Regions from separate parts of the Pan troglodytes genome. Here region 2 is linked to region 1. A link is a contact called in public HiChIP or PLAC-seq data. All regions are on one chromosome and are shown on one strand. Each heading gives the region's core, a stretch centred on a gene start, on an enhancer-like site or on the middle of the called end of the contact. The rest is flanking DNA. Distances are from core to core; before and after follow the strand shown.

Region 1 (3,494 bases), core at 652-3,151:
TTCCAGGTACCAAACAGGAGATGATGGTGACCACCACCTTTCCCTCGTGACACCTTGGGGGAAGGAATTACCTCAGGCAGCTGGAAGCCAAGAGTTTTCCTTTCTCCTCTTTCACTCAGGAAGTTGTGGCTCAGTGCAGTGGCTTACGCCTGTAATCCAGCACTTTGGGAGGCTGAGGCGGGTGGATTATTTGAGGCCAGGAGATCGAGACGAGCCTGGCCAACATGGCGAAACCCCGTCTCTACTAAAAATACAAAAATAAGCCAGGCGGGTGGCAGGCACCTGTAATTTCAGCTACTTGTGAGGCTGAGGCAGGAGAATCACTTGAACCCAGGAGGTGGAGGTTGCAGTGAGCCGAGATTGTGCCACTGTACTCCAGCCTGGGTGACAGAGCGAGACTCTGCCTCAAAATCAATCAATCAATAAAAAGAAGTTGTGTAGAACCTATTTTTTTTTCCATTGTAAAATATGGCTGGGCGCAGTGGCTCACACCTGTAATCCCAGCACTTTGGGAGGCTGAGGTGCGTGAATCATTTGAGGTCAGGAGTTTGAGACCATCCTGGTCAACATAGTGAAACCCCATCTCTACTAAAAACACAAAAATTATCCAGGCATGGTGGCGCACACCTGCAATCCCAGCTACTCAGGAGACTGAGGCATGAGAATCGCTTGAACCCGGGAGATGTAGGTTGCAGGAGCCGAGATTGCTCCACTGCACTCCAGCCTGGGTGACAGAGGAAGGCTCTGTCTCAAAAAAAATAAAACAAAATTTAAAAACCATGTATTAAAAAACTGGAAAATAATTAGAGAGAAAAATTACTACTACTACCACTTGGACATGTGTTAACATTCTGGTGCATTTCCTTCAACTGTCTTTTCCTTTGTATGTTTTTCATAGTTATCATGAATTCATATATATTTAATAACATTAATATTATTAATGTTCTGTGTAATCACTTTTTATAAAAAGTATTTCAGGCCGGGTGCTGTGGCTCATGCCTGTAATCCCAGCACTTTGGGAGGCCGAGGCAGCCTGATCATGAGATCAGGAGTTCAAGACCAGCCTGGCCAACATGGTGAAAACCTGTCTCTACAAAAAAAAAAAAAAAAACTTAGCTGGGCATGGTGGCACGTGCCTGTAATCCTAGCTACTCGGGAGGCTGAGGCAGGAGAATTGCCTGAACCGAGACCCGGGGGCCGGAGGTTGCAGTGAGCCGAGATTGTGCCACTGCACTCCAGCCTGGGCTATGGAGCGGGACTCTGTCTCAAAAAAAAAAATATTTCATTGGTTTTCTGATATTTTCACAAGTTTACATAATTATATTTAATCAAGTGCCTGTTAAAAAATAAAACACACACTCTTTCATGGGAGTTAAAATAAGTACATACTCATTAAGCAAGTCCACAGAACAGTAAATGAGGTTGGTACTCTTGAAGCAGAGGGCCATAGTATACTGTCAGGGCCAAAAGGGCCAGTCTCTCATTTGACACTTGAATTCCCTGGCAATGTCCATGTTATGTGTGCTTGACACCTCTGATGGACAGCTTTGGAACTGAATCTTTCTTATTCTGAGCTGAAGTATGTCTATAGCTGCTACACTTTAGTACCTCGCAAAGGAAGCATAAAACAGAATTCCTCTTTTAGAGAACAGTCTTTCTAGTTTTCCGGAACATCTCTCACAGCCCCAAATTCCCAATTTTTCCGACAGGTTCGTTCTCCCATCCCAAGATTGCTTCCAAGGCACTCTCCTCTGAAGGTGCTTCCATTGGTTTTCTCTCTTACCTCCCGGCGACCACAAGTGGCCCCAGCCGTCCAGGTGGGGTCCGGCTGACGGGACCAAGTCGACACTACTCCTTCTCGCAGGGTCTCTTCCTTCTCAGTAAAGCGGCCCACGATCCTCCATCCGCTCCTCAGAGAGCCTCTCTGCCCTTTCTGTCCGCCACATCTCCCTGGCTACATTATCTCCCCGACTAGTGCCTAGCAGGCGGGCCTGATAGAAGTTTCTCTAAAGGCTCTGGAGGAGTCAAACAATGCATAACGTCCTGTGCAACCCTCAGACTCCTATACCTCGTGGGAATTTGGAAGTCGAAATCCAGTCCGCGGTCCGCCCCTCCCCGCGTCGCCTCAATTAGCCCCGCTCGGTCTCGCCCTAAGTCTCGCCTTTCCCTTTAACCAACCCCTCAAGCCGGGTTACCTCTCCGGTGCCTATAATCCTTAACGTTTCCCTATATGCTGTCCCAACTAGGAAAGCCTTTACTTTCCGCTATTGGTAAAATATTTACACTTTCCGTACCATGGCCACGCCCCCTTCACACACGTTGCCAAGACGAACCGGAAGAGATTGCCAGCCCCCTGGTTCGTTAACCGGAAGTAGACGTACCTCACGGAAGCCGGCTTTGGCCCTGCGGCTGCTACCGTCGCCGCGGAGAAATTGTTGGATCTGGCAGTCTAGGAATGGTGAGACCTCGCGGTTCGCCTCTGAGGGTTCTCAGAGGAGTTGGGGGTGAAATGGAGTTTTGCAGAGTGCCGCCGGGGACGACCACCCCCCAAGTTTGGGGCCCCGCCCCGGTGGCGCCCCGAAAAGCTGCGCATGCGTGGGCCGGACTGGGTTAGAATCTGGCTCGAAGTGTTACGCATGCGCAAAGGCATGGAGACCTTGGGGTGAGAATGGGCTTGCGAGTTTACCCCCACCTCCCCAGCCACCAGCCTGTGGGTCTCAAACCAAGGCTACTTGGTGCTCTGCTTTGAGTTGCAGAGGTGACTTCATCAATGCTCCTACCCCGAGTTCTTGAGACAGACCTGGACCGATCCCCTACCTTGGGTGTGCACTGTTGGGAGAACGAGGGGCGGAGGGTCCGGTAAGGAAGGGGCACAGACCCTACCTCAGTTTGCCGGCAAGCTCGGGCCCCTTCGCCCTCTCCTCAGATGTCAAGATTCTTAGTCGTAGCCTATGGAGCGGAGAGCGACAGGCTCACCTGGGGACAGGGCTAGAACACTGAGCTAAGAGCCACCCTGGTTAGAAGTGGGGACTCACGAGAGGAGCGCCCCGAGAAAGTCCAGTACCTGGGTTCTCTAGGGGTTGTTGGGGCACAGGGTGGTTGATAATCACGCAGTTCCCAAACAGTGGTTTTTGGTTTCCACGAGATGGTATCTCATGGAAATACCACTTACTAAATCTTCAGTAAAAACCCCAAATGGAAAAGAAAAACAAAAAACAAAACAAAAAAAAAAAAAAACGAGATGGACTGGTTGGAGTTTTGCCTCCCTTTCTTTTTTCCTGCTTTGGCCTGGGAGGGGAAGGCTGGTGCTGCTGAGCTGAGTGGACAGCTGAAGTAAAGAAAAATGTGGGCCAAAGAATCCCTTGTCTCTTGCTAGTTTATAGTCAAGGCGCCTAACCTAGGAGATATCAGTAGAATTAAAGGGTCTATGAACCCTCTAAAATAGTATGTGTTTGCACCCTTTTCTGCAGTCCATAGCTGTTACCATACTCTGA
Region 2 (3,807 bases), core at 1,026-3,525, 280 kb after region 1:
GGCACTTGGAGCCCGTGGGCAAGGATGCTGCCCGCACACACCTGGGTTGGTAAGGGGAGCCACACCCTTGGGCTGCTGATGGAGAGGGGAAGCAAGGGGAGGGAAGAGCAGCCGCCTCGACGGCCGCTTCGACCTCGCCTCGACGGCAGCGGCCCAGCCCTGCCCCCTGACCTCTGCTTGAGCGCCGCCAGGTCCTCCGCCAGCCCGTCGCGCTCCACCTGCACCCGGTCACGCTCGCGGCCCAACAGCTCCAGCTCTCGCCGCAGCTCGCGCAGCTCCTGCTGGCACAGCTGGTCGGCGCGCGCCGGCTCCTGGCCCCGGGCTTGGCTCAGCTCCCCGCGCAGGGCCGCGTTCTGCTGCTCCAGAAAGCGTACCTTCTCGATGAAGTTGGCGAAGCGGTCGTTGAGCTCCTGCAGCTCCTGCTTCTCGTTGCTGCGCGTGGCCAGGAACTCCTGGTTGAGGGCCTCGGCCATGGAGAAGTCGAGGCGCTCCGAGGGCAGGCGCAGGAGGGCGCCCGCTCCCGCTCGGGGGCTACGGAAGCTGCCCAGGCGCACCGAGGAGCTCGGGGACGCGGAGCCCAGCAGGCGGCTGCTGGAGAAGCGGGAGCTGGACGAGTAGGAGAAGGCCCCGGGGGATAGTGAGGGCGGTGGACCGAAGGTACGGCGGTATGAGGTGGAGCTGAAGCCTGCCCGGAGGCCCGACGGGTGGTGGCTCATTGCGGCCGAGGATGGGCAGTCACCGTTCGCAGAGCTAGGCCGGGGGCTGGGAAGGAGCCGCAGACCGCTGCGAGGCGGCTTTATAGCCCTGCGTCTCAGGGGGGGCACGGGCAGCTCCTCCCACTGGCCTGATGGCCCGCTGGAGGGGGGTTGTATGGGGAGGGGGATGCCCCACCCCTGCGGAACAGCAGGAGCGCCTTCCCCTCCCTTCCCTGGTTGCAGGCCTCTACCCACTTGATTGCCCCCTGTTGCCGCTGGGGTGGGGGTCACTTCCTCCCAACAAGCACCCAAAGCTAGAACCTAGGGTAGGAAGGCCTGACTTGAACTAGAGTCCCTGAAAATTGCGAGGTAGAAGGACCTGAAGTTAAAGGACAGGCTTCTGGCACAGGAGTAGGGAGGAGGCCAGCTGGAGGGAGAGTTGACCTGGCTTAGGCCCCATAGCTAGTGCCTTGACTTGCCCCCTGAAGGCCAGGCTCTATTTTCACCTGCTGTCAGCTACCCCTCCTTCACCACACCCAGAGAGGAATAGGAGACAGGGGCGCAGAGGCAGATCGGGCTGGGGAAGAGCTACTCTCCCTAATCCCCAGGGCCCTGTGAAGGGCTGGTGCCTGGCGCCAGCTCTGCTGCTAATGGGCTGACCAGCCCCCCTCCCCCTCCCCTGAAGACGGCCCAGCAGAGGTTGTCTGCTGATGTTTCAGCCTTAAAGACACAGCCCCCAAACCTAGACCTACCCCGCAACAAGCCCCAATGAGGTGGGTACATCATAGGGGGCTGAGGGTGGCTGGACCCAGCTCTGGATCCCACTCGGGAGGGTCTGCCCCATGCCACGGGCTGGGCTAAGTGGGCCTTTTGTATTCTGTCTTGGTTTACTGGATTCTCCCTCCCCCCAACCCCACACCAATTGCTGCTCAGTCATGGGCTTTACGGGAACCAGAGTGATTCCTGAGGTAGGAAGGGGAGGGGGCTGAGGGGCAACAGCGGCTGCCAAGGCTGAGAGATGGATGGACTGGCAGGAGCTGGTTTCCAGTATTGATGAGTTGCAGGTACCAGGGATGGGTGGGGCTGGATGGGGAAGAGATGGGGAAAGAGAAAGTGCCCATCCCCAGCAGTCTGAAAGAGAGAAGGCCCCAGAACAGGTCCACAAACCTGCGCACGCAAACAGATGCATACACACAGCTTTGTACATCTATGCGCACACACACTACATACACACACATACACACACAATCACACATCCCACCACACCCTCCCCTACTCCAGAGGTAGCGGGAAGGCTGATATCTGGCCTTTGTATGTCAAACAGCTTCCAGAATGCAAGCACAACCTGCCCAGGAGTGGACAGAGGCAGCTCGGATCGTCTGCAGGAGCCGGGTTGCTGAGGTCTGCTGGGTTTGCCAGGAACCATAGGGCTGGGGCTGCTGCTGCTGCTGGGGACTCCAGCGCTGTCCTGTGAGACAGGTCTGCCTCAGATGGGACCTGAGGACAAGAGAGTGCATCTGGGGAAGCAGGTTTGAGGTTCCTGCCTGGATATCTGGCTGGGGGTAAGGAGGGCGGCTCCCTGGCTGGCCAGCTCCTCAGTATTGCAGGGCAGCAGCCCCCTCCCCCCTTTGTGCGTCCTGTGAGATGGGCCAGGGCCAACGCCCAACGCCCTGCTCACGTCCCTACCGCCTTCGTCTCCTTTCCAGGCCCCTCCTTCCTTCCGGGCCATTAGTCTCTCCCTGCACAGCTGCCAGTTCCTTCTCCTTGATGGGTCTGGTTTGGTTGCCAGGGGAGTGGGAAGCGGGAGGAAGGGAGAGATGGGACAGGACGAATAAATGACAGCTTGGCCTCCCCTAACTCCTAGGAATTGGGAGGGGTAGGGTCCCACCCGGGATAGGGCCGGGAGGCTTGGTGGGTGTGAGGAGGGGCTAGGGAAGCCTTGGTGCTTCCTGCCGCAGTCCTGGGCACTGAGCCCCAGCTGCTGTTGGCCTGGAGCCCCATCTATCCCGGATTTGGCCCCACCCTCCAGGAGCAGGGAGCCAGCTCTGCATCAGGAGAGGCGGGCAAGGCCTGGGGAGGACCAGCTCAGGCCCTGTCTACAGGGCACTGGTGGGGGACCCAAGCCTCTGAGAGTAGAGGCTGCTGGGGCTGCAGCTGGGCCTGGGGAGTTCCAGATGGAGTTCCCGTCCTCACCCTGCTTAAGGGCTCCGCTGGCCACCTACATGCCTCGGAGGAGAAGGGACAGAGGGCTGCCACAGCAGGGCTCTGGAGCTGTGGATCAGGCCTGGGTGGGGAACTGCCAGGCAGAAGAGGCTCCTCCCCTAAAGCAGAAGGAGCAGGCCAGCAACTCCAGGCGGAGCAAAGGTAGGCAAAGAGTCTGGGTTAAGAGCCGGGCTCTGGCATCCAGCTGCCACACTTCCCATCTGATCCACCACTCTGTTGTAGAATTTAGGCTCGTCACTACGTCCCTTCATGTCCCTCAAGAAAAGGGAGATAACTAACTGTAGCTTCTACCTCATAGTGTTGTTGGGAGGACTAAAGGAATAAATAAATACATGTGAAGTGCTTAGGACACACATCTTAAAGCCTGAAAATGGAAGCTGGTTTTATTATTGCTATTATTATTAACCTCCAGAGTGATAATGTCAGCCCCAAGAGCAGTGAGAGTCTGGGCTTCTTTTGGACTGTGCCCCTGGTTGCTGAAAGTAGTGCTTGGACCCAAGGCGGAAGAAGCCAAGTCCTCCCTGGCCTCATCCTCCCCTGGTGGACCGGGACTCTGGGCAGATGGTGCAGGTTCATTCATGGCTGCTCACCTTAATTAGCTGTGTGCTTTGGGTTTTCTGAGTCACTTAACCTCTGTTCACCCCATTTTCTTTCTTTCTTTCTTTCTCTCTTTCTTTTTTCTTCCTTTTTTTTTTTTTTTTTTTTGAGACATAGTCTCGCTCTGTCACCCAGGCTGGAGTGCAGTGGCACGATCTCAGCTCACTGCAAGCTCCGCCTCCCGGGTTCACGCCATTCTCCTGCCTCAGCCTCCTGAGTAGCTGGGATGACTGGCGCCTGCCACCACGCCTGGCTAATTTTTTCATATTTTTGGTAGAGACGGTGCTTCACC

The links. HiChIP or PLAC-seq counts read pairs in DNA pulled down with a chosen protein or histone mark.
Region 2: a contact with region 1 is called in an H3K4me3 HiChIP or PLAC-seq map of stem cell-derived excitatory neurons, with 4 times the contacts expected there. The contact joins the promoter of PRPH here to the promoter of MCRS1 in region 1. A contact is called at or near these places in 1 of 7 Hi-C or Micro-C datasets (stem cell-derived neural progenitor cells) and 1 of 1 datasets of contacts at active chromatin or transcription factors (stem cell-derived excitatory neurons).

The regions. Positions count from the first base shown.
Region 1 is chr10:46,297,250-46,300,743 of NHGRI_mPanTro3-v2.0_pri, forward strand. It overlaps MCRS1 (microspherule protein 1), which reads left to right and starts at 1,902. Exons shown (of 15, transcript XM_009425469.3): 1 at 1,902-2,458. It also overlaps a transcript of PRPF40B not described here.
Region 2 is chr10:46,572,612-46,576,418 of NHGRI_mPanTro3-v2.0_pri, forward strand. PRPH (peripherin) reads right to left here and starts at 2,276. Exons shown (of 9, transcript XM_016923485.4): 1 at 172-2,276. The coding sequence starts at 716.